Linked DNA regions of Mus musculus: all the other regions are linked to region 4. The links are chromatin contacts, called in public promoter capture Hi-C maps. All regions are on one chromosome and are shown on one strand. Each heading gives the region's core, a stretch centred on a gene start, on an enhancer-like site or on the middle of the called end of the contact. The rest is flanking DNA. Distances are from core to core; before and after follow the strand shown.

Region 1 (4,396 bases), core at 950-3,449, 850 kb before region 4:
AAAGGAATGGGGACAATGCAGGCTGTTCAGGCACCCAGGAAAAAGAAAGGGCTCAGAAAGGACTCACCACCTTTACAGAGGAACAGAAAGAAAGATAAACCTGGAAAGTGAGAACCAGTGTGGAGCTCAATAGATACCACAACTGCTCCCAAAGCAGGAAATGGGTTCTCCCTATGGAATGGGAATGGAACAGCCTGACCCACCCCCAGGAGTTCCCAAGCGCTAAGCTGCACTGTGAGGGGAGAGCTGCTGAGGATGGGGGACCCACAGCTGTAGCTCCTTTGACTGCTCCTTTTTTGCCAGCTGTTTCTCTCGCTCCTTCACCAGTGCCTCCTGTTTGGCCTTCATGTCATTCAGAGTCACAAGACCTGTGAGGCAAGAAGACATGGGAAGAAAGGCTAGTCAGCCAGGGCCAGCAAAAGAGTGACACCTAGGACTAAAAAAAAAGGTGGTACATGTGTCCTGCTCACCCACAGTACTGGACTTGAGCTCTGCTTCCACAGCATCATAGTGTGCAGAGAATTTCTTGTCAATGTTAGATTTCATTATGTTCTCCTGCAGAGGAGGGACATATCAGTGAAGGCCATCTACCACTTCACTATGGAAGTGACAGAGTGGCTGTGGGTTCTAGACCCTAGTTCGAAATTTGTGCCTTAACATGCTATGACATGATCTTAGAAAAGAAAGACACCCTCCCTTCCTTTTCTGTCTGGAAGGGTCCACGAAATTGGGAAGGCTAAAGGAACCAAAGGAGGTCCTTCTCTTGGCATCCCTGAACTGCTCTGGCCCCCTCTTCAGGTCTCCTGCTGGGGCCCAGCACCCACTCAGTAATCTGTAGCCACCACCACTCACCTTCAGCCTTTAAGCTGAAGCTCCTGAGACCCAAGCCACGGGATTTCAGGAAGAGATAAATGGAAAAAAAAAAGAGGGATCAAAATGTCCAGACCCTGGAATTCTCCTTTTTGGCCCAGGATGCTGTCAGCAGCTCTCTGGAAGGCCACTGTTCTTCAGCCTGACCCCATATTAATAAGTGCCCTGTAGGTACTCTGAAGGGACCTCCAAATGAGTAGCCAGTAGAGGCAAACTTCCAGCTGCCAATGAGGCAATGAGGCCGGAACTGTAGGACTAGGTGTCTATACAAGCATAGTTGAGGGTGGACAATACTTCCATCTGGCCGGGCATGGTGGCACATGCCTTTAATCCCAGCACTTGGGAGGCAGAGGCAGGTGGATTTCTGAGTTGGAGGCCAGCCTGGTCTACAGAGTGAGTTCCAGGACAGCCAGGGCTACACAGAGAAACCCTGTCTCAAAAAACCAAAACAACAACAACAACAAAAAACAAAACAAAACAAAAAAACTTCCAACTGAAGACTGGTTTGGGCGTTTGTCTTCTCACTTCCCCAGATAGGGCCTGCTCTCACCTGGAGAGCTAAGGCCCCCTGCTCCTCTCAGGAGTCTTGCCCAAAGGATCAAGCTGTGGTCAGCTTGGTATCGCGCTTCTGAATGCAGCGACCACTCACTAAACAAACCCTGGGAGAAACTCTAGTACTCTGTAATGAGTGAGACTCAGTGGCATACCCCTGTGCCTCTCCACAGGAAGTGGGGTCTTCCCAATAAGCATTGGAAGGCTGGGAGCTCTGTACTCAGGAGGAGTGCCAAGGAGTCTCACCCAACATCAGTGTGCTCCCCATCTCTGACATGGACCAACACTGAGCCCATTTTATAGATTAGACTGTCTCGGCTGACTTCTGTTACTAGAGATGCACAGCAAGTCTCGCCACCAACGCGGGGCCCGCCCTCCGGGCACTCATAGCCCACTGTTGAGGTCTCCCAGAGACGAGTGGCAGGAGACCGCCAGGGGGTCCGCGCGGAGCGCAAGCTCTGAGGTGCCCCGGCCTGGCCCACACCTCTGCAATCCTCTGCTTCATCTGCTCCATTTGCTCACGCTGCTTCTCCCTCTTCTTCATTAGGTGCATGGCGCGTCCCGCCTCGCTTGCAGCGCCCTTGTACTGGGCCATGGTGGCAGCAGCGGTTTCAGCGAAGGCAGTGGCGGTTTCAGCGGAGGCAGCGGCAGCGGCAGCGGCAGCGGCAGCGGCAGCGGCGGCGTTGGCAGCGACGACAGCGGCAACAGTGACTTTTGCTTGGAGAAGTCGTGGAGGCGACGGCGACGGCAGTGGCGGCGGCAATTTAGTCAGCTGATGCGTGACGTCAGCCACCAGGGAACGTGCGGACGCAGGCCCTGCCCTACGCCCGCGGCTCTGACACGTGATCGCACCTCGCCCCGCCTCACAGGAGGCCGGACGAGTTCATCCCATACCCAATGCGAAATCACCAGTTCTTTCTGCTGGTTCCTTGTGACATGGAGCTGGGTCCTCTAGCTTCCTGTACACCCTCAAAGTTAAATGCTATCTTAAGCTGGCCCTCCATTCCTCCTAACTTCTTTCTGTTAGTCCCAAGGCTGAGCGCGCTGCTCCCAACTTGGATGATGGAACTGAGAGCCATGTCTCAGTCAGGTGTACCCCTTCCCACGGAGGCTGTTTTTCCTCCTGCTTGGTCACACACTGACACATTTGGTTGCTTGGATTTTTTTGTTGTTGTTTTTTCCGAGACAGGGTTTCTCTGTGTAGCTGACTGTCCTGGAACTCACTCTGTAGACCAGGCTGGCCTCAAACTCAGAAATTGGCCTGTTCTCTGCCTCCCAAGTGCTGGCATTAAAGGTGTGTGCCACCCCTGCCCAGCTGAATTTTTTTAGCTATCATCCAAGGCTAGGTCCAGGTCCCTTTGCTCCCCCAGGACTGAGACTCCTGATACCTCTCCTTTAAAAATTTGTGTGAGGCAGAGGAGATGGCTCAGGCAATGGTGAGTACCCAGAATCGATCCCCAGCATTCAAATAGCTCACAACTGACTGTAACTCCAATTCCTGGAGATACTGGCTTCTGCAGGCAGCAGATATGCAAGTTGTGCACACCCACCTAGGCAAAATAGCCATACACATAAAAATTTAAATGTGTTTGTTTACATGTTGTGCACAAGCCACTGAACATGTGCAGAGGTCATATTGTGGAATCAGTTTTCTCCTTCCACCTTTACATGGGCTCCAAAGATCAAACTCAGGGTCACATAGAAAATATCTTTATGCATTGAACCATCTCACCTGTGCTATTCTGCTTCGGAGAGGTCAGTATAGCCTTGAACCCAAAACCTCCACACTGACTTCTGATTTGGAAACCACTAGTAAATGATGACCCGTCCAACACCAGATGACCTACTTCACCTGCCTTGATCCTTGCGGATACAGTTCTAGTCCAGAAGCTAAATTGCCCCAGTCCTGCAAAACAGCCTTAAAGCAGAGAACCTAAAGAGCCAGGCTTAAGTTTCAATAGTTTTATTGGGAGGTTTTTGTTTTCTGTGAAATATACTAGAGCTTGGGGAAGGGGACACATTCACTTTGCAAGGTAAGGGTTTCCCACCACTAAAGGAAAAGGCATGGGGCAGGGTACACTGGGGTTTGGATCCACTTTCCTACCTCCTTCTGCTTTGCTCACATTACTTTTTCTCAGTGAACACAACACAAAAGAAATTCAAAACAGATCAACCTCCAGAGGGGGTCACACCTAAATCTTCTCCCATCCCAGGCTTTGCCAGCACTGGGAGAGGCCAGGGCAGCTCACTCTACAGCCCTAGGCTGCACAGAAAGGCTGAGGGCTCAGACAATTACTCCAAAGTTAATAAATTAGAATAAATTATAAGGAGGAGGAGGAGGAGGAGGAATGCAATTTTGTGCTGGGAGGGTCCCTTCTCTCCAACACCTAAGAGTTGGGGGAGGAGATGGGTATCTCCAAAGGCCACTACATTTGGGACTAAGAGCAGTGGGGGTGGGGGTCAGCTTTTCCTCCACTCCTTCCCAAACAGCAAAATTGGGGGTGCACGATGCACACACACATGCACACACATGTACACACGCACACACACGTACGTACACACACGTACACACACGCACGCGCGCGCGCACACACACACACACACACACACACACACACACAAAGTTCTCTTTCCCTAGAACAAGGACAGACCAAGAAAGAGGATACTATCCAACTCCCATCTCCCAAACCATCCCTAAGGTTAAGGATATGGTCAGTGAATAAAATCAATAAGGTGGGTGATTGGAATGTGGTAGGGGAAGCAGAAGATGCTGGAAACAAGGATGCCTAGCCATACCATCTCCCCTGCCCTAGAGAAGGACATACAAGTTGGGGAGAGGGGAACAGGGGCTGGAGGAGGGGAGTCAGCAATCACTGATCAGCTTCTCCAAAGACATCATTCTGTTTGCGCTTCATGTTCTCAAAATCAAAGGCAGAACCAGCCATGCGTTTGTAGATATCTTTGATGTCATTGC
Region 2 (3,944 bases), core at 811-3,310, 560 kb before region 4:
TATATACACATGATAATTTTGGATAATGGAGTTGGCACATCTTAATATAGACTGACCCATGAGAAACCACTGGAAGCTCAGCATATGGTTAACCTCTTGGGTTGTTTTGGTTTTAGTCAGGGTCCAACTTCTACTCTAGGCTGGCCTGGAACTGAGTATGTAGGGTGATCTGCCTCAGCCTCCCAAGTGCTGGAATTACAGATATGAGCCACCATGCCAAGCTTTGTTTTATAATAAGGTCTCACTGTGTAGCTCTGGCTGACCTGGAACTATGCATTGTAAACCAAGCTGCCCTTGAAATTTTAGTTATCTTCCTACCTCTGATTCTAGAGTTCTGGGATTACAGGTATGCACCACCACATCTAGTTTGACCTCATCTTGAGAGTGGCCACAATTACTGTGGCTTCAAAGAAGAGGCCCCAGTGGGAGCCAGCCATGGATCTTGTGTAGACCTTTCTGAAGACATACTATAAGTTCCTTAGAGGTCAGGCTAGTGAGAGAGAACCCTTTGTAGTTAGGATTGATATGACAAAAAGTGTTTGTTGGGGAAACTGGTCAGGAGAAGAAAGCTGCCGCTTTACAAGCATGCTTTCAGCTGGCCAAACAAGGAATACCAAGTTGCTGCCTGTGGATCATCCCTGGGCAGTGAGAAGTGAGAAAAGTTTAGAGGTACAGAACTCCAGCAAGCTCAAGGTGTGTTCAAGAGAGGAGCTGGGTTTAGGAAGTTTTCCCCACAGCTGTTTATGTTCAATCTTATCAGGAATGGCTACAGCAGGGGTGTATATGCAAACTCAATTTCAGAACAGAATAAGTTCTTTTCAGGACACCTACTAAACAGGGTTTGGGTTTTTTGTTTGTTTTGTTTTTTGTTTGTTTGTTTTTTTCAGGTTTGGTCTTGATCTGAGGTAGGGTTGCACTTTGTATCCCTGGCTGACCTGGAACTTAAACCATGCTAACCTCAAATTCACAGAGATTCACTTGCCTTTGTTTTCTGGGTGCAGGAATTAAAGGGGTGTACCACCAAGCCCAACATCTAAAGAGTTCTATCTGGCTTAAGGCTGTTGGTGTATATAAGTTCAGGTGGGTGGACAGAGGCTGGCTATGCCATCTTCCTAACAGCTCTTTTAAAGAGCTGGGCTTTAGTGATTTGTACTTGAGGAAGACCACCTGAGCAGGGAGCACTATCCAAGCCATACAGTCTGTGCAGGTGAGTGGCAATGGCTAATGCTAAGAGTAGTGCACTCATATGAAGAGGACTTCAGAGAGCATAATGAGAAAGTAGTGTGCGCTGAGATGTGTGTCATAGTGACCAAAAAGGCCAAAGAAAACCCTGAATGGAGAACAGTAGAGGAATAGGCAAGAGACACTCATTCATGTGGCTAAAGGTCACAACAGGTGGTATCACCAACAACTACTCTAGAAAGGGGTAGGAGAAGCTGCTAGACCCTACTATCCTTATGGAGAGAAGTGCAAACTAAGATAAAAGTGTGACAGAAAAAGGAAAGGGACATTTAGAGCCGAACACCATGTGTATGTTAAGAGACATAAATGTGTTAGTTGGAAAGCTAATTAGAATCCTGCACAGGCAGATTCTGTGATCTAACACTTGCTGGCCCAGCTGCTGGAAGGTTCCTGGGGGCGTGGTGGGGGCATGGAGATCTAGCACACAAGCAGTAGCATGGTATACACTCTTCCAGACCATTCTCAGGGCATCCATCCTTATCACCAAATGACTACAGTCTGCCAGAGGGCCATTTTGTTACCCATATTTAACCCTGACTGACCAACAATTTGGCTGGCTCTCAAACTGCTCCCCAACTAAAGCGAGGGTAGCCTCTCCGTGACTTTCACCAGGCTTGGCATAAACTGCCTTTGTAGAACATCGTGTAAAAACATCGTGCCCTTTGTCTCTAGAACTGGAAGTCATTCTTCATCCTGTTCAGCCCTATTCAGATGTTTGTGTAGGACCACAGACCTCGGTTCTCCCATTAGGGACTCCCTCCTACGTAGCAGAGCTCCTTCCCCGCGTCAAGGGCGGCGCGGGACGCCCCCGTGTGGCGGAAGGCCGCGGAGGGCAAGATGGCGGCGGGTCGAGCGCCGCCTCTTCCGCCCGGCCGGGTGTCGCACGAGGCCGGCCTGAAGGGGAAGTGAGTCAGTGTCCGCGGACCCGGCCCGCTAAGGCCCGCGCCCGCCGAGGCCCCGAGAGGCCTCGGCCCGGGGGCGGCGGCGGCGGCCATGGCCGGGGGGCCGGGCCCCGGGGAGCCTGTGGTTCCAGGCGCCCAGCACTTCTTGTACGAGGTGCCACCCTGGGTTATGTGCCGCTTCTACAAAGTGATGGACGCCCTGGAGCCCGCCGACTGGTGCCAGTTCGGTGGGTGACGGCAGGCCGGCGTGGGGTGGTGGACTCAGGCTTCTGGAGCTGAAGCCTGATGTTCCCCATCCCGCAGCGGCCTTGATCGTGCGCGACCAGACAGAGCTGCGGCTGTGCGAGCGCTCCGAGCAGCGCACAGCCAGTGTTCTGTGGCCCTGGATCAACCGCAACGCGCGCGTAGCTGACCTCGTTCACATCCTCACGCACCTGCAGCTGCTGCGTGCGAGGGACATCATCACAGCCTGTGAGCGAGCATAGCCCCAGGGACCCTAGGGATGGGAACCCAAGAGGGGTGACGGGTACAGAGTTTCCTGAGACAGGGAACCATATGGGAACTCCCCCCCCCCCACCCCTTCACTTAGAGATAGAGAGCTCTGAGTCACAACCCTCCTTTCCTTCCTTGTTATCCCAGGGCACCCTCCTGCCCCCGTTGTGCCCCCAAGCACCGCTGCCCCAAGGCCCAGCAGCATCTCTGCAGGCTCTGAGGCCGGGGACTGGAGCCCCCGGAAATTGCAGTCCTCTGCCTCCACCTTCCTCTCCCCAGGTAAAAAGAACCCGGGTGTTGGGCTTGATATGCCTGAGGAAAAGGCCACCATGACTGCTGACATGGCTGTAGACTGCTGCTGGTCTCTGCCTCTCACTGCCATCTTTATGAAGCTTTTCCAGGCTCCCAGACCCATTCTGAGTCAGAGCTCCTCCAGGTTCCACTCCCTGTTTCCCTCGGGCCACCACTACCATCTTCAGCCCCTTCCTCCACCAAGGTAGGTGTCTCTTAACCCCCAGGGAATTTTCCAGACAAAGAGGAAGAAACTTAACCTTTGGTGTACCACAGAGCCCAAATCAGCACAGCCAGGTCATCTGAGAGACAACTAGTGTTGAAGGGAGCTTTCAACCTGGACCAAAGGGAATAGATAGGGTCCTCGCCTGGTCCATGGTCTCTTCCAGCAGTCAAGCCCAGAGAGCCCAGTGTCTGGCCTCCAAAGAGCCCATCCCTCCCCGTTTTGCTGGCCCTTCTGTGAGATTTCCCAAGGCACCTGCAACTTCTCTGAAGAACTCAGGATTGGAGAGGGTGGTTTTGGATGTGTGTACCGAGCAGTCATGAGAAATACTACATATGCTGTGAAGAGACTGAAGGAGGTAGGTGTAACATTGGGGTAGACACCTGGAAGACAATCTATCAGTCCTTATTTGTCTAGTTCCTCCCTCCATCAGCCCCTCACTTCTGCAGTCTCCAGCCTCCCCAAGCAATTCCTTCAAGGACCCCAAGCCTTCCATAGATTTGGGCCTGGAAACAACTGGCAAGCTTGGCTCATGTCACCTACTTTCCCTACCTCTTACCCCACCATGCCTGGGGCTACAGGAAGCTGACCTAGAGTGGACTATGGTGAAACAGAGCTTCTTAACAGAGGTGGAACAGCTATCAAGGTGAGCCTTGGGGGTCCCTCCTGTCTAGGGGCACAAGGTGAGCCACACCACGGCCTCATCAGTCTTTAGGACTGCACAACACAAGATCTGGCTCCCTTGGGCCCTCAAGGCCTGGCCTGGCATGGGTGAGGGAACATCAAGTGCTGCC
Region 3 (3,893 bases), core at 299-2,798, 820 kb before region 4:
CCCCCAGCCAGGCCAGAGGCCTGTGAACAGACTCTGCCTTGGCCTTTTGCCACTCACTGGTCCAGAAGCAGCTGTAGGTGCCAACTAGGCCCATGACGACGCTGCTGGCTAGAGTCCAGGTGAGCCGGGGCACCGCGGGGAATGGCCACTTCACATGGAGGGGCATCTCCTCCGGCTCCGGCCCCGCCCCCGGAGCCCAGAGTTCCTCTTGCCCCAGGCCAGCCGATGTCCTCTACCACTCAGGAGAAGGATCTCCAACAGACTGGCAGAGGACTAGACTAAGGTCACCTGGTGGAACAGCTCAGCACCTCCCTAGCACTGTTCTCTGGATAGAGAAGAGCCGCTGCTCAGGCGACGAGACGGGACTGCTGTACAAAGCAATGCGCACTAGAAACCAAGTCTTGACGGCCTCACTCGACGAATCAGCCGGAAAGCAACTCGAGGAAGCGTCCTTGCCTGTTGTCGCAAAACATGCCTAGGTTGCTTGACGGCTGCCAGGGCGGGTCTACGCCAGCCTCGCTCCGGCCCCTCCCCCGTCAAGGTTTTGGCTCCAAACCGCCTTAAGCAGTGCTGCGTCTCTTTGATTCCATAATTCTAGTGTCTACAGGCGACATTAGCTACACAGCACCATTACCTGAAGCTACGCAAGTCGTAGGCTGGTGGAAACTTTTTACTTGTTCTCTTTCCCTGTCCCACCCGATGTGTATCCGGTTATGCATGCTTCTGAAGGCTCACACAGAGACCGGAAAAGGGCATCGGGTGTCCGCGTCTATTATTCTCTGCCTTTTATTGTACTATTTCTCCCAGTGATCTGGGGGTTGGGGCATTTGGTTATCTCCACGATAGAGCATTTGCCTAGTATTCATGTGGTACCAGAACTAACAAATTTCTGCCATGAGGCATTTTTCTAAACTGCCACTCCAGTGGGGACCTGAACAGGTCAGTCGCGCTACCCATCCTGTGCATAAGGTCCTTTGCTTTGGGTTTTCTGAGCAGTCGTCACACAGGCAAACTTAATTTGGGAGTGCGCACCAACATTGTGGTTCAGGGCCTGAGGACCCTGAGAGAAGACTGCCTCTGCTCTGCTCTTTGCTGCAGGGGAACTGGCCAAAGAATGAGCAAGCCTACCTCACCTTTTTCCCTAGGTCCAGGTAACTGTTCAATGATAGACTGCTGCTTCTTGGCACGGGTGATAGTAGGCATGTTTGCGACAACAAGCAAGGACGCTTCCTCGACTTGCTTTCAGGCGGATTCGTCGAGCAGAGGCCGCCAGCTCCCCAAGTTGCTATTCGCTTGGCAAAAGAAACACCCATCATGGGCGGGGTGGGCCAGCAGGTAGCCAGTTCTCAGGCACAGCCTACTGGACAGGGATGTGGAGCTCAGCCTTGCTTATGGCCCGCCCCTTTGGGTGGGTCTGGAAACCAGCTCCTGGGCTGAAGGGTGGCGCTCAGCCTTGCTACTTGGGACGGGAAAGTTGTGGAGCCGGCCCCTTTGGGTGTGTCTGGAAACCCGCGCCTCTTCTTCCCATTTCCCCCCCACACACACCCAACTGCGCGTCCTTACCCGCCTTGGCTGGAGCTGCGATTCTGTGGAGTGGAATGTTTTATTCGGTTCAACGCTGAGGCAGGCGTGGGGCCGACTTGGGCTGTGGAGGTATGAGAATCCTGCGGGTAGGGAAAGGGAGGAGGTTGTCTCTACTGGGGAGGAACTTCAGAAGGAAAGGGAATTTCAAGCTAAAGCTGTCTTTGGAAGACTAGGAAGCATTATGCTGAGGCCAGGAACAGTTATTCTTTCTGGTTCATCCTCAGAGTCCTAGTGGTCTCAGTCTCCAAATATAGCTTGGCCAGTGCAGAACTGCCCCAGTGCTCACATGTATTCCAAAACAGACACCCCAGTGCAAGGAGACCAAAATAAGTATGAGTGACAGAACAGGTGACCAGAGAGAAACAAATATCAAGGCCAGCTAGGAAGATACTGTGGCAGAAACACTAAGATGTGCAGAGTCAGGAAGACAGAACAAACCAGCCAGATAGGAAGAAACTAACAGAGAGGAGAAAGGGACAGCATGACTAAGAAAAACAAGCAGACAGAAGCAGAGGGCCCCAGGCTTCAAGAATGTGACATGTACAGAGAACATGGTAAAGCGCTGAGCTCAAAAGATATGGTAAGGCAGAGGTGAGTCTGAGACAAAGATAAACCTGAGACAGATGCTCTGAGGGGCTCCAGGGCACTCAGGAAAGTTGAAGCCAGCCTGGGACTACATAGTGAGTTCCAGGCCAGCCTTGGTTATAAACTGAGACACACCCACGTTTTATTAATATTAATATATATAAAGATATAAAGATGGCTGGTGTAATGGCTTAACAGATAAGGATATTTACTGCCAAACATGATCGCTTGAGTTTGATCCCTTTTGGTAGAAGGAAAAAACATGCTTGACTTAGACCCATGCATATGTGCATACATACACAAACACACACAAATAGATGTGGAAAAATAAAACAATTAAGAAAAATAAAAGAAATTCCTGAAGAGGTTCATGCTTTAGTTTCTAATATGGATAGGACAAACTGGACCTTCCTGAATCTGGGACTGTCTATGCCCTAGCTAGCAATAGGTGCTATATAGAAAATAGTATGTAGCAGTTTCTTTGTTTGTTTGAGACAGGGTTTCTCCATGTATCCCTGACTATCCTAGAACTCACTCTGTAGACCAGCTAGCCTGGAACTCAGAGATCCACCTGCCTCTGCCTTCAAAGCACTGGGACTAAAGGTGTGCGCCACCACCCAGCAGTACTCAATTAACTTAAAAGAATAAGGGTTGACCTCATCCCCATTGTTAGTGAAAATGTAAAATGGCACAAAAGCTATGGAAAAATTTGGTGTACCTTAAAAAATTAAAAATAAAATTTTCATGAATTAGCTGATCTGCTTCAGGAAACTAAGGTGCTCAAAATTTTCAAAATTGCTAAACTGGAGTGTGATTCAGTTGGTACAGTGCTTACCCAATTATGAGGCTTACATCGTATAGCCCTCCCTACATAGTCAATATATGAGGCCCTGGATTTCATCTCCAGCACTGCATAAACCAGGCTTGGTGGTATACATCTGTCATTCCAGTTTGGGTGAGGTAGAGGCAGGAGGATCAGAAGTTTAAGGTCAGTTTGACACACACACACACACACACACACACACACAAATCACTACAGGGTTACAGTTATAGCTTAGTGGTAGAGCACATCTTTAGCATATATAAGGCCCCATCTTCAATCCCTAGTACCACACATTAAAAATAAAGTAATTAAATAAATAAATACAAGAATTCAAGTAGTGGGTGTACCCCAATGCTGATGGACAAAGTGTTTCTGAGTATACACTGGAATATTAATCATCCTTAAGAAGGAAGAAGACAGCCGGGCATGATGGTGCACGCCTTTTATCCCAGCACTTGGGAGACAGAGGCACATGGGTCTCTGAGTTCAAGGCCAGAATGGTCTATAGAGTGAGTTCCAGGACAGCTGGGGGATACACAGAGAAACCCTGTCTTGGAGAAAAAAAAGAAGAAGAAGAAGAAGAGAGGCTGGAGAGGTCACTCAGCAGTGTTTACCACTCTTGTAGAGGATCTGAGTTTGGTTCCTAGTGCCTGCATTGGGTTGCTCACAACTTCTAACTGCAGCTTAAGAGGGATCTCATATGTCTGGTCCTTGAGGGTACCTTCACTCATATGAACATACCCACTTACAGACATATACATAACTGAATGTGAAATACATCTTTTTAAATAATGGAAAAGAATTTCTGAACTGACAAGATATGTCAGTGGGCCTGCGTGGCCTCCTTGGGCATCTGCATGTGCATATACCTCCACATACATACACATAATTAAAAATAAAA
Region 4 (4,014 bases), core at 394-2,893:
ACTCAGATTTTTTTCAGCTGAAATTGGGAGGCTCTGAAGAGCTTGATATTATAAGGAATTAGGCCCTGGCTCCTCAGCAGGGCCAGTCTGAGGGCCCTTTCCTGTTACCCCCAAGCTCTTGCCTACTCCCTCCTTCCAGGATTCCACTGAGAGACCTCTCCAGTTAGAGGACTTCAGTTGCCTGCTAGCAACAACTCTCCCTATGTGTGTGTGTGTGTGTGTGTGTGTGTGTGCGCGTTCCCACACATATATATGGGAAGAGTATGTGAGAGTATACAGGCCAAAGGTCATTGTTGGGTATCTTTTTCAGTTGTTCTCTACATTATTTTTAAATATTTATTTTTATGTGCATGCGTCTTTATTTGCATTTATGTCTATGCACCATATGCATGCTGTGTTCAAGGAGTTTAGAAGAGGGCTTTGGGTCTTCTGGAACAGGAGTTATAGCTGGTTGTGACCTGCCACATGGGTACTGGGAACTAAACCTGGGTCTTCTGCAAGAGCACCAGCCATTAAGATTTCTTAATGGCTGAGACATCTTACTTTTTGAAACAGGGCCTCTCACTGAATCTGAGATACAGAGTTTTTTTTTTTTTTTTTTGAGACAGGGTTTCTTGGGTTTCTCTGTGTAGCCCTGGCTGTCCTGGAACTCACTCTGTAGACCAGGCTGGTCTCAAACTCAGAAATCCGCCTGCCTCTGCCTCCCAAGTGCTGGGATTACAGGCGTGTGCCGCCACAACCGGCTACAGAGAGATTTTTAAGCGGACTGAGTGGGAATGAGACACAAGAGCATCCATGAAAGCCAAAGGTAGGATGGAGATGTGGGGCCTGGTCAGCATAATGATAACAATGAACATTTACCTGTCAGACTTCACCTTAGGAATTTCATAGAAATGATTGCTTCTTTTCATCTTCATTTGTAAACCAATGAAGTAGGTGCTCTCATTATCCAACATTTATTTGAGGGCAAGGAAGCACAGAGAGGTTAGGTAACTGGCCCAAAGTTTTCTGGGTGTGGTAATGCTTACCTGTTATCACAGTGCATTGAAGGCTGAGGCAGGAGGATCACAAGTTTGAAGTCAGTCTGGGCTACAAAGCCAAATCCTGGTTCAAAGTTCTCCAAACAAAACAGACCACACAAACCAAAACAAAAGTCACACAGCCTGTGATTGGCAGAGCCAGATTTGAATTTAAGAACTTTCCCTCTGACTTTGTGTGCAAAGGAGACAAGACAGAACTTTGGGCCGAGAAATGGTCTTAGTTTTTCTATCAAAGCTTGCCTTCATCAGTCAGGATCCATCTACTGCCAAAGAGAACCTGAACAAGGTAGGAGCGCCTCCTCCTGGATGAGCCCGACCTCTTTGAGTCCCTCACTTCTGCCTCTAAAAGGAGCTACTCAGCTTTTGGTTAAGTCCTACTCGGCCCGCCTCCTCCTCTCTGCCTCTCCCCTCCAGCCCCGCCTTTAGCCCGCCTCTGTCCTATCCTCGCCCAACCCTCTTCTCTGCACCCTGCTCCCTGAGGTGCGCGCAGGCAGTGACAGAGCGGCAGCCCAATGGGAAGGCTTGTTGGAAAAGAGGGTGGGCCTTTGTGACGCCCGTCCCGATGGTTGGCTTCGCTCCTGCCGCGCGGGTTGGTGGGCGGAGAGACCTAAGAAACTGGTGAGCTTTTAGCAGTGTGGCGGCGGCCTGTAAGCTTGGGGGGCGTGAACCAGTTGTAGTTCAGAGCGCGAAACATGGCGGAGGAGGGTGCCGGTGCCGGGTCTGATGACAGCTACTACAAAGATGTGGGTGATGACTGCGTGGTCAAGGCAGCTGTAGAGGTGTTCGAGAAGCTGAAGGTACTGTGAGCCAGGGGAACCGCTCCTTGATAGGGGACCAGGTGGGGCCCCGTCCCAGTGCCATTTGGAGCTTCCTGTGGACATTGACCGCACCACAGGGGTCCACAGTGGCAGGCCCTGGCAAAGCTTTGGGGGGGGGGGCGACTTGCGGACCATCTGTCTTAGGTCTTTGGAGTCCTCGGACCTCTGCTCGTGCTGTTCCAACAGACCATTGCAAGATTGAGGCTGGGGACTTGGAGCCCATGAAAAATGGAGAACGCGGGCCCCAATCTCAAAGAGCTGGAAGTGGGTGGAGTTGGGTTTGAGGGGACAGATGGGCTGAACACCTTGCCGTTTTGTTGGGTCAGAGACAGTGACCTCCAGGTGGGTTTAAGGTACATGCAGCAGTGAGGAGCATGACCGTGTAAAGTTAGGGAGCTATCCCAGGCCCATTGAACCCCTTGCTAACCTCCCTCCCATCTCCCCTTGCTACTGACTCAGTGATCACTTTCAGTCTCCCTCCACTGCCCCTCAGATTTAATCGTAGTCTTCTTAACCCATTCTCAGGCATGTTCCTAGTTTTATGGCCGTGAAACCCAGAGGGAACACACTTAAAAGTGGTGGGGCAGCAAGTCACAGGAGCAAATGTAGGGTGAAGATGAGGGACTTGAACTTTTGACAAGGCCAGGAAGGGGCACAAACTGATAGAAATGCTTAGCCACCCCACAGTAACCGGCTTCCTCTGACTTGCCTTTTCCTTGTTTAGGGTGTAAACTGCCCCTTCCTCGACGGCCTGTATATTACAGAACCAAAGACAATTATGGAGCTGCTGTGTAGGCCCTCAAAGTACCGGTTGGACATACTGGAATGGATGTGTATACGGTAATGCTCTTTGTTCTTTCCTTTCCATGAAGTGTCTTCTGGGGGAGATGGGAATGTGTCATTTTAGAGGGTCCCATAACCAAGCCAGCTCCAGGAAAGCTAACTGAGCCATGACCAAGATGGTGGGGAGGTGGCCCTGGCAGTACAAGATGGACTTTAATGAAAGCCCTTTCTGCACCAGGCCTCCTGGGCTTTTGATTGTGTTGAGGCTATATGATGTGGTTCTTGTCACTGAGCTCTGATTACTGTCAGCTTGGACAGCACCTGATGATCAGAGAGGGACGTTGCCCAGAAACCCAGTGACAGAAACGGGCCTTCTAGATTGTTTCCCTTCTTTTCTACCCCAACTTGCAAAGAACAGAGGTTTTTCTTAGTCCATCCTGAGGGCAGTGCTTCTAGGACAGCCTAGGCCTTTTCAGTGGAATGGAAGTTGTTGGAGTTTTTCCTTGCAGTTTTCTGTGGAACCAGTTCTGTCCAGCTAGGAGCTCTCAAGGCCAGATGCTTACTCGAGAGCCTCATTGTTGAGCTTATCTGTGTGCTTAACCCTGAAGGCCAGGGCTGCACAGCCAAGTCATCAGAGCTTCTTTTACTATAGGGGCCTTCTAGTGTCTTAAAATAGAGCTCAGCAAGGCATTTTATATGAAGGGACAGCTACTGTTCCAACTCAGTCTTGCCAGGGTAGCACAACAGCAGCATAGGCAGGCAGCATGTACAGGAATGAATGGGTGGTGTAGCAATAAACCTTCTTTAAAAATAAGACTGGGAGCCTATATATGGGTTCATCTCTCTGTAAAAGTAACTATTATTTACCTGATGTAATTGTCATCTCATGGGCTTACTTCCTCCGTCTGCTAACCTAGGCCTAGTACTGGAAGCTTCTAGCCTCCATACAATCTTTTTTTCTTATTATTCCACCCATTGAGTTTTATTAGTATGAAGATCAGACCATAACAATGGGGGTCTTGAGATTTACCTCCCTCAGATTCCTTTAAGGGAAGAGTGGGTCTAAGACTCAAGGCTTTCAGAGACCAGCATTAGAAAACACAGGACCCTCTGTATGCTTAGGATTCAAGGCTTCTGTGTTAAGGTCATCCCTACAGAAAGTTCACAGCCTCCGTGCAATCTTATCTAGGCCTAGCCTGGTTTCAGCCTCTGAGACTGACTGCTGAATGAGCTCACCCTTTCTTGTTCTTACTGAGCTGTAGCTGGCTGGATCCACTCAGCTGTTCTGGATCAAACTCCTCTCTAATCTGACCGATTCAGCCTGGCTTCTTCCTCACAGCCTCTCCTGAATTGTTCTGCTTGGCCTCAAACTA
Region 5 (4,256 bases), core at 220-2,719, 910 kb before region 4:
TCTCAACAGTAGCTGCCACTGGTTTCCTACCACTCTCATCAGCCATCTACAGCTACCTTCTCAGCATCCATGAAACACTCCACGTGCCCATCTCCAAGATATTGGGGACCCTGCTGTTTATCGCCATCCCCATAGCAGCGGGTGTGGTGATCAAATCTAAGCTCCCCAAGTTCTCTGAACTACTGTTACAGGTCATCAAGCCCTTCAGCTTTATACTTCTCCTGGGTGGCCTGTTCCTGGCCTACCACATGGGGGTCTTCATCCTAGTGGGAGTCAGGTTACCCATTGTACTGGTGGGTTTCACAGTGCCTCTTGTTGGCCTCTTGGTGGGCTACAGCCTGGCCATCTGCCTGAAGCTGCCAGTGGCTCAGCGACGAACAGTCAGCATTGAGGTAGGGGTGCAAAACAGCCTGCTAGCCTTAGCCATGCTACAGCTGTCTCTGCGCCGCCTTCAAGCAGACTATGCCTCTCAGGCCCCTTTCATTGTGGCACTGAGTGGTACCTCCGAGATGTTGGCTTTGGTTATTGGCCAGTTCATCTATAGCATCTTGTTTCCTGTTCCCTGAGCCCTCTGGATCAAGTTTTATAACTTCCAGCCCCCATACTCCTCTCTTCCCACAGTTCTTGTGTACCGTACCAAAGGCCTTTAGTTCTCATGCACTATGCACTCAAGACAAATCCAGGCTTATTTTTTTACTCCTTTTCGCCCCAGCTTTCAGTGCCAAAGAGGCCATGCTGAGTTAGATAGTTGGGTATTGCCCAGAAATATATTTCAATAAAAAAAAACCAAAAAAACAAAAGCAAGCTCGGGTCCCTTCCAGTCTGTCCCTTGGAGCCTGTGGATTGGGGTAAGAAGAGTGTGTCTGGGCGGATATGGGCCAGAACAGTGAACCAGCTTGGTGACCCTGCACAGAACCCACTTTCTCCTCCTCACTCTGTTTTGCACATGGTAGACATGTACCTTTGAGCTGTATCCTCAGATCTACAAAGGCTTTGCTCTAACAGCCCTACCTAACAGGGCAGACCTCTGCACTATAAGGAGTGAAGAGAGCACTACTTCCGAGCTTCAGTCAGGATATTTTTGCAGCCAGACTAGAAAGGAAGTAGAAAGCCATTAAGCTATGACAGGCAGGACTGGACCATTTCTGTATCTGAGAGACACCACCACGTGTTTGCATTGACTTGGTCCACCAGCAGGGTGGGAATTAGCACAGGCCGGGCCTGGAGTGAGGCTGACATTCTGGTCCTTCCTTTCAAGCCACAGCTCCCAGACTAAGCAAGCCTGGCCCCACAGGTACCTCACTTGGATCCCAGTGGGCGGGGCATCCCCACGTCCCCGCGCCATTAAGCCCAGGTGGTGGACTCTACCCAAGGCACGGCCGGGGCAGAAGCGAAGGCCGGGAGGCGGGACTGAAGAATGCGCAGGCGGGAGCCACGAGGCGGGCGCGCCCCTTTCACGGCTTCCGGCGGCGGCGGGCGGTTCCGGGGCGGCGGCGCGCGGCAGGGGACCGTTGGTGTTTGCGTTGGCCGTAGTGGACTGGGCCGTGGACACCATGCAGCTGACCGTGAAGGCGCTCCAGGGCCGGGAATGTAGCCTACAGGTAAAGTCACCCCGCAGGCTGCTGCACTCACTCCTGCCGCTGGGGGCCGAGGGCGGGTGGGGGAGGCCGGGAGAGCTGACCTCAGGAGGGGGTGCGAGGGCTTCACCGCCCAGGGAATTCGGGCTGAGCCCTTGCCTCTCCACCTCGGCCGGATCAGGTGGCGGAGGACGAGCTAGTGTCTACACTGAAGCACCTGGTCTCGGATAAGCTGAATGTCCCTGTGCGCCAGCAACGTCTGCTGTTCAAGGGCAAGGCCCTAGCAGGTAATCAGGGAAAGGAGCCATCCAGGGAGCTTTACAGAAAGCTGGGGGACGGGATGTACAGGCCAGTGTAGTGGATCGGGGCACTGGCTGCCACTGGACCTCAGAAAAGTAGCTGAGCCATCACCACCCCACCACCCCATAGCCAGATGCTGCAGTGCTTCACTCTGGCTGTCTGTGGCAGGATTGCTTCCCAGCCACCTCCACATCAGTGAGGAAGGAACCACACCAATCTCTCTTTGGCAGATGAAAAACGACTGTCAGATTACAACATTGGGCCCAATTCTAAGCTCAACCTAGTTGTTAAGCCTTTGGAGAAGGTGCTACTGGAAGAAGGGTCTGCCCACAGACTGGTCGACTCCCCAGCCACCCCCATCTGGCAGCTGATCTCCAAAGTCCTGGCCCGTCACTTCAGTGTAGCAGATGCCAGCAGGGTCCTGGAACAACTACAGAGGGTGAGAAGAGTAATGCTGGCCCTCCATTCTTAATGTTTCTACCCGTCCCCTACCTAATGCAGCATACGCCTTCCCCACTGGCCTCTCTGAATACACTCGGTCTTCTCTCCTCAGGATTATGACAGGTCCTTGAGCCGCCTAACACTGGATGACATCGAACGTTTGGCCAGCCGCTTTCTACACCCTGAAGTGACTGAGGCTATGGAAAAAGGGTTCTGCAAATAGCATTCTGGGATTGTGGGGAGAAATCCCAGGTCAGGCCACAGCTGCATGTTGCATTAAATGTGTTCTCATGTCGCAGTTTGGCTCATAGTGATAATAATAGCTGGTATGTATCCAGCTCTTGCTAGGTGCTAGGTACTCAAAGTACATGGCCTGAGTTCTCTTCTGCCTCCCACAGCAAAGTTGAGGCTGCACTGTAGAGACACCTAGCAATGGCTTGGGACAGACAGGGTCCAAGTCTAGCCAGCCTATAGAAGTGCCTCTGTAGGAGAAAGAGTGTGCTGTTTTCAGAGATGGGTCTTAGTATTCCCATTTAGCCCACTCAGCATACACCCTCAAAAGACTCCCTCAGGAAACCACTAGTTCCTGTCACCTGCCCTCTGGTGTGTCCCTTGGCAAATCTCTATAGGAGGCCAAGTGTTAGCTATCCAGGGCCCCTCCACTGCTGCAGCCAGTGTGCTCTTGAATAACAAGCAGGTTAAGGGGCTGGAGGATCAGAAAGATACCCCAGCTCCATCATAGTTTGAGTCATGTTTCTATGCCACTTTGGTCCCCAACCAAAGTGAATCTGTCCCATGTTAGGCACTCCTCTGACCTGAATAAGTTTCCTTTCTCCTTTATCAGTTCAAGGTGGGAGTCTTTGCTCTCATCACCTGCAGTTCCACCTTGTGTTCAGAAAGCAAAAGTGAAGTGATAGCCAAGCATGGGCCACTAGATGGAGTATCCTGGGCCTTTGTAGCATAGCTCTTCTCTGGAGCACCCTATTTGCTTGGCTCTTTCTGGAAGTAGGTCTCACCCATGAGGGACAACAGGTGACTCAGAAAGGCAGTGTCACAACTAGAACACTCTGCCTTGGTCTCCTTATCCAGTGCTCACCCACAGTATGAAATGGATGCTTCCTCTGCCACCTGTATACAGGGGCTTTTACTTTGCACACCTTCATTGCTTAAGAAGAAACTCAGGGTGCTGAGAAAGATATGTATGCTGAAGGCTGTGATTCCTCTTTTTATTGTACCTATGCCTGGGTGCTAAAGGTCATGTAAGGACTAGTTCCTTTGAGGAGGACCCCCTGGGAGCAGTCAAGCTGGAAGATAGCTACCTGCAAGACACTACTGTCCCTCTACTTTTGCCAGGAAAGCCACTCTACTATGAATGTTATTGGGGCTACACTTGCCTTTCTTGCCCAAGGGCCTCCTGCATAGACCTTGTCGGTCAAATCTTGAGTCCTTGTACAGAAATGATAGAGGCCTGAGGGGGTGTGCAGGTGATAGACCCTGGTACTCCTAAGACCTGGGGTATCATATCAGGGACCTGCTTGTGAACATGTGTATAGAGTGCCAGCTCAGATAATAAGCTTACCAGTGACCTTGTTCACTTTGAGTCAGGGAACGTATTTGTAAAATTAACACTAAAGATGCATGTGAGTCATTTCACCAAAAGGAACTCTATTAATAAGCTAGACTGCTTTTGGTTTCCAGTAATTGGTTTAAAAACACAGTAAATTTACTGGCTTATAAAGCTGAAAAAGCCTAGGAGTACTGGCAGTGGATGAACAATTTCACCAAACATCCAGCTTTTTTCCTGCCTCCCTCTGAATTCTCCAGGATCTGCTTCACCCTCACCACCACCACTTCCAAGGATCAAAGCTGTCTACAGCTCCATCAAAACCTTTCATTCACTGCCAATGAGGAGCACTTTCTTTCTGTAGCATAGCTTCT
Region 6 (3,946 bases), core at 719-3,218, 800 kb before region 4:
TATATCGTAGATTAATTACTAGAGTGCAGGAGCTGTTACATATTCTCTGATCAAAAAAGTTTGTGGGCTGAAGAGGTGGTTCACTGGTTAAGAGCACATATTATTCTTCCTAGGTACCTGAGGTCAATTTCCAGCACACACATCAGGCAGTTTACAACTACCTGTAGCTCTAGCTCTAGTGGGAATATGACAATTCTCACCTCTGTAGGTGCCAGCACTCATGCATACTACCCACAGACATGTATGTGAGAATTCTGGAATTTTGGCTTTTTTAAGAAACACAGAAATATTGTAAGAATATGTTTTTGTTTTAATCTTAGGTGTGGAATATGGGGCTGCTTCACAGCAGCTAACTATGAGTTGCCTCATGCTTTTAGCAAAGGTGTGTTTCTGTGAGTTTCAGATAGTTTCTACAATTGTGTGATATTTGGAATTCTGGGAATTTTTCATTACTGGGGGTGAAGTGGGGGGGGGGAAATACCCACAAACTAACAAAAATTGGCCACACATATGTATAATTAAAGTAATTAAATCTTTTAAAAAAGCCAAAACCCCAAAACATTTGTTATGTGCTGCTGGAGATGAAACCATAGGTAAATACTCTTCTGCTGAGCATCCCCAAATCCAATAGTTTTGAAGGTTCCAACATAGAATTTTTAACCCGACAGCTGTATGCTGACCCTAACCAGATTTGAAAGCCTAAGATCCACTCTCTGCACCTATCCAAACCTAGAATTCCCTAAGGCTGCACCCCAGGTATACCTACCAGCCAACTCACCTGGTGATGGAAGGTATCAGCATCTACAAGTGAGGTCCCCGGCTGGCGGAAGCTCTTGGACATGCCCACAGACTCAGGCTCCCCGTATGTCTTGGTGGTCAAATAACTCTCCTCATAGTAGTCATCATTATAGTCTTGGGGAGGAAAACAGTGGTAGAGGAAAAAGTGGTGCCCCTTAACTGGCCTCCTCTTCTCCCTCCCCAGCCTGTGTGTGCTGTGTCAGTTTCTCCCCTCTGAAGCCACTGAGAACTGGTACAAGGAGGTGAGGGAGGTCTGGGGTTTCCCTGTGCCCAAATCCCGGAAGCATGGGATAAAAACATCAGTGCCCACCCTATACCTGCCTTACCCTTGCTCTGGTAAAGTAAGGCGTCTTCTTTTTTGGGCAGATCATACATGTCTGAGTCCACGGCGGCTGAATCCAAGTCTGCATGTGAAGGAGGAGGGACAGGACCATTCGATCTCCAGCCTTCCCCCTACTCCCTCAATAGCTTCGGCCACACCCTCCCTCCCTAAGACGTGTGCCCCAAGCTGCTCTTTGGGGCTCTGCAGTTAAGGGCTCACCTGAGAACTGATAGGAGAATGAAGAAGATGACGAGTTGGGGGGTAAGAGTCTCCTTCTCTGGGTCTCGTACTCGAAGATTTTCTTTTCGTAGAGCTTGCGAGTGGAACCTGCCCAGACACAGGGTGCGAAGCGGTCAGAGGGCGTGAGCCGAGCACCCCAAGAGCACAAGGGAACACGGGGAGGGGACTTGAGGGGAGGGAGAGGTGGGGAGAACGCTCAGGGAGGAGCGCGGGAAAGCAGTGGACCAAGAGAGGTTCTGAGCGCCACCGGGTGCAGCATACCCACAATAGGCCCATGAGGGATGTTGTACTGGCGTAGCACTGCGGCCAGCTCAGTATCGGACAAAACCGCATAGTCGTCCATGGCAGACAAGGCCGGCACCTGGAAGCGGTGTTGAACGCCAGGGGCGGCCGGGGCCTACAGACAGGGCCCAAGAAACCAACCGCTCGGAGCCTAGAAGAAGAAGCGCCAGAGCCTCAAGAGCGGCTGTGGGCGCGTCACGCCGCCGTCACATTTGCGTCACAGCCGCGGCTACGCAGGTTGCGCGCGCTCCTCAGGGCAGGCCCAAACTAGCCAGAACGGCCGGTGCAGACCGGTCTAGCTGAGGGAACAGGCTGGGCTGGCAAACAGAAACGTAACGCTTGTGAGAGATTGGCTCGAACAGGGAGAAGGCGGAGCTTTCAGAACTCGTGCGGCAGCGGTTGAGACTTCCTTTGAGAGCTAGGCCGCCGAGGGGCGGAGCTGGCTGACCTCACTAGAGGATGCTTTAGAGCGCAACTTACTAGGGATGAGGCAAGTGATTTGACCAAAACCGGCTTGTGAGATTTCCCAACCTGTGAGATCTCACATACTTTTGTTACTGGCTTCATTCCTGATTTTATTCCCCCGGTGTTCCAGTGCCTAGGATTCTCAGCCACAGTGTGATCCACAGCAGTGTAAAGCAATCCTGAGAGCGAACCCTTCCAGAGCGCCTAACGCTGCTGAGAGCTCTTTGTATGCTGTCAGACAGGGCTCTCATCACCTAACATAGACACCCACAGAGCCCTGGCACTCCCTACCCATCTCCTTTGGTCTTCCCAGTCTCCATGACCCTGGCCTGCACACCTGCACAGGCCCATTCCCACCGTCGTCTTCTCTAATGCCTAGTTCCATTCGCGAGGAAATGGGGCCAGCACTGGGCCAAGTGGCCACCAGCACTACAGGATCAAGCAGCTTTCCAAAGGTCCAGGGTATGCCAATGCACACAATCAGAGGGCGCCTGCCTGCCTGCCTGCCTGCCTGCCCTGTGATGCATGTAGATCTGTACACCTTGTACCTGCCATACTCACTGTTCTACCTTGGGCCCTGAGGAATTCTGGGGGGAGAGGTCTTCTCTGGCTGAGTAGAATAGTCTCTAAGCTTGGTGTGACCTTAGAGACCTAGACAAGTGTACAAAGCCTAGAGCACTATTTCTCAACCTCCTTAATGCTGCAATCCTTTAATACAGTTCCTCATGTTGTGGTGACTCCCCACCCATAAAATTATTGTGTTGTACTTCATAAATGTAATTTCAATATTGCTATAAATTAAAATATAAATATTTGTTATGCAGGATATCTGATATGTGAGATCCAAAGGGATAGCGACCCCAGAGGTTCTGAACTGCTGGCCTAGAGGCAAACCATGGGAATTGATGGAGGCTTACTAAGGATCTGGATCAGAGAAAGGTTGCCTTGAAGAGTGACCATGACCATTATATTCTACACAAAGTCATGTGGATCTAGGTAGGCTGCCCTTTATTGGAGAGATCTAGAAGAAGGGGTACGCGTAGAAAAAGTGTGTAGGATGCCTGATCTCTTAAATCAGTGCTTCTCAACCTTCCTAATGCTGTTGTGGTGATTCCCAATCACAAAATATTTTTGTTGCTACTTTATAATGGTAATTTTTGCTACTTTATGAGTCATAATGTAAATATTTTTGGAGACAAGGTTTGCCAGAGGGGTTGTAACCCACAGGTTGTCTTAAGTGATAGTGATAGTGAGTACTTTGCTCAGTTCTAGGTTGACCTGATGACACTTTAGTGAAGTTCACAGGCCACTTCTCTATGGAAGTTTAAAGTAGGCAATGGTGAGGAGGTGGACCCCAGTTTTGACCACATACAAAGTGCTTAATGAAGAAGAGTTGCCATTGCATACACTAGCAAGCATTTGCTGAAAGTAACCTGATATAGCTGTCTCTTGTGAGACTAGGCCGGGGCCTAACAAACACATAAGTGGATGCTCACAGTCAGCTATTGGATGGATCACAGGGCTCCCAATGGAGGAGCTAGAGAAAGTATCCAAGGAGCTAAAGGGATCTGCAACCCTATAGGTGGAACAACATTATGAACTAACCAGTACCCCGGAGCTCTTGACTCTAGCTGCATATGTATCAAAAGATGGCCTAGTCGGCCATCACTGCAAAGAGAGGCCCATTGGACACGCAAACTTTATATGCCCCAGTACAGGGGAACGCCAGGGCCAAAAGGTGGGAATGGGTGGTTAGGGGAGTGGGGGGAGGGTATGGGGTACTTTTGGGATAGCATTGGAAATGTAATTGAGGAAAATATGTAATAAAAAAAATTTTAA

What was found. Promoter capture Hi-C pulls out the DNA fragments that hold promoters and counts their contacts. Capture Hi-C pulls out chosen DNA fragments and counts their contacts.
Region 1: a promoter capture Hi-C map of erythroid cells shows a contact between it and region 4, with 2.1 times the contacts expected there. The contact joins the promoter of Fam50a here to the promoter of Haus7 in region 4. A contact is called at or near these places in 3 of 39 promoter capture datasets (cranial neural crest, erythroid cells and pre-B cells) and 1 of 115 datasets of contacts at active chromatin or transcription factors (astrocytes).
Region 2: a contact with region 4 is called in a promoter capture Hi-C map of erythroid cells, with 19 times the contacts expected there. The contact joins the promoter of Irak1 here to the promoter of Haus7 in region 4. A contact is called at or near these places in 5 of 39 promoter capture datasets (the C10 cell line, erythroid cells, hematopoietic stem and progenitor cells and 2 more).
Region 3: a contact with region 4 is called in a promoter capture Hi-C map of adipose tissue. The contact joins the promoter of Dnase1l1 here to the promoter of Haus7 in region 4. A contact is called at or near these places in 2 of 39 promoter capture datasets (erythroid cells and liver) and 1 of 9 other capture datasets (adipose tissue).
Region 5: a contact with region 4 is called in a promoter capture Hi-C map of pre-B cells. The contact joins the promoter of Ubl4a here to the promoter of Haus7 in region 4. A contact is called at or near these places in 2 of 39 promoter capture datasets (liver and pre-B cells).
Region 6: a promoter capture Hi-C map of pre-B cells shows a contact between it and region 4. The contact joins the promoter of Emd here to the promoter of Haus7 in region 4. A contact is called at or near these places in 4 of 39 promoter capture datasets (cranial neural crest, erythroid cells, liver and 1 more).

Annotation. Positions count from the first base shown.
Region 1 is chrX:74,310,836-74,315,231 of GRCm38.p6, reverse strand. Fam50a (family with sequence similarity 50, member A) reads right to left here and starts at 2,199. Exons shown (of 13, transcript NM_138607.3): 1 at 1,907-2,199; 2 at 471-555; 3 at 269-368. The coding sequence starts at 2,017. Gdi1 (guanosine diphosphate (GDP) dissociation inhibitor 1) reads right to left here. Exons shown (of 11, transcript NM_010273.4): 11 at 3,365-4,396. The coding sequence ends at 4,293.
Region 2 is chrX:74,022,037-74,025,980 of GRCm38.p6, reverse strand. Irak1 (interleukin-1 receptor-associated kinase 1) reads left to right here and starts at 2,060. Exons shown (of 15, transcript NM_001177973.1): 1 at 2,060-2,371; 2 at 2,448-2,615; 3 at 2,784-2,915; 4 at 3,029-3,132; 5 at 3,317-3,508; 6 at 3,732-3,796. The coding sequence starts at 2,236. Mir5132 (microRNA 5132) reads left to right here and starts at 2,383; the gene lies at 2,383-2,453. It overlaps Mir718 (microRNA 718), which reads left to right and starts at 2,045; the gene lies at 2,045-2,132.
Region 3 is chrX:74,279,281-74,283,173 of GRCm38.p6, reverse strand. Dnase1l1 (deoxyribonuclease 1-like 1) reads left to right here and starts at 1,548. Exons shown (of 8, transcript NM_027109.3): 1 at 1,548-1,653. It overlaps Taz (tafazzin), which reads right to left and starts at 456. Exons shown (of 10, transcript NM_181516.6): 1 at 58-456. The coding sequence starts at 166.
Region 4 is chrX:73,456,658-73,460,671 of GRCm38.p6, reverse strand. Haus7 (HAUS augmin-like complex, subunit 7) reads left to right here and starts at 1,643. Exons shown (of 10, transcript NM_028633.3): 1 at 1,643-1,837; 2 at 2,583-2,698. The coding sequence starts at 1,733.
Region 5 is chrX:74,365,761-74,370,016 of GRCm38.p6, reverse strand. It overlaps Ubl4a (ubiquitin-like 4A), which reads left to right and starts at 1,469. Exons shown (of 4, transcript NM_145405.2): 1 at 1,469-1,601; 2 at 1,759-1,864; 3 at 2,108-2,316; 4 at 2,431-4,256. The coding sequence starts at 1,554. The coding sequence ends at 2,541. Gm44504 (predicted readthrough transcript (NMD candidate), 44504) reads left to right here. Exons shown (of 6, transcript NR_103489.1): 4 at 1,259-1,601; 5 at 1,759-1,864; 6 at 2,431-2,570. It overlaps Slc10a3 (solute carrier family 10 (sodium/bile acid cotransporter family), member 3), which reads left to right. Exons shown (of 3, transcript NM_145406.2): 3 at 1-800. The coding sequence ends at 566.
Region 6 is chrX:74,252,709-74,256,654 of GRCm38.p6, reverse strand. It overlaps Emd (emerin), which reads right to left and starts at 1,968. Exons shown (of 6, transcript NM_007927.3): 1 at 1,622-1,968; 2 at 1,340-1,447; 3 at 1,125-1,202; 4 at 779-912. The coding sequence starts at 1,703.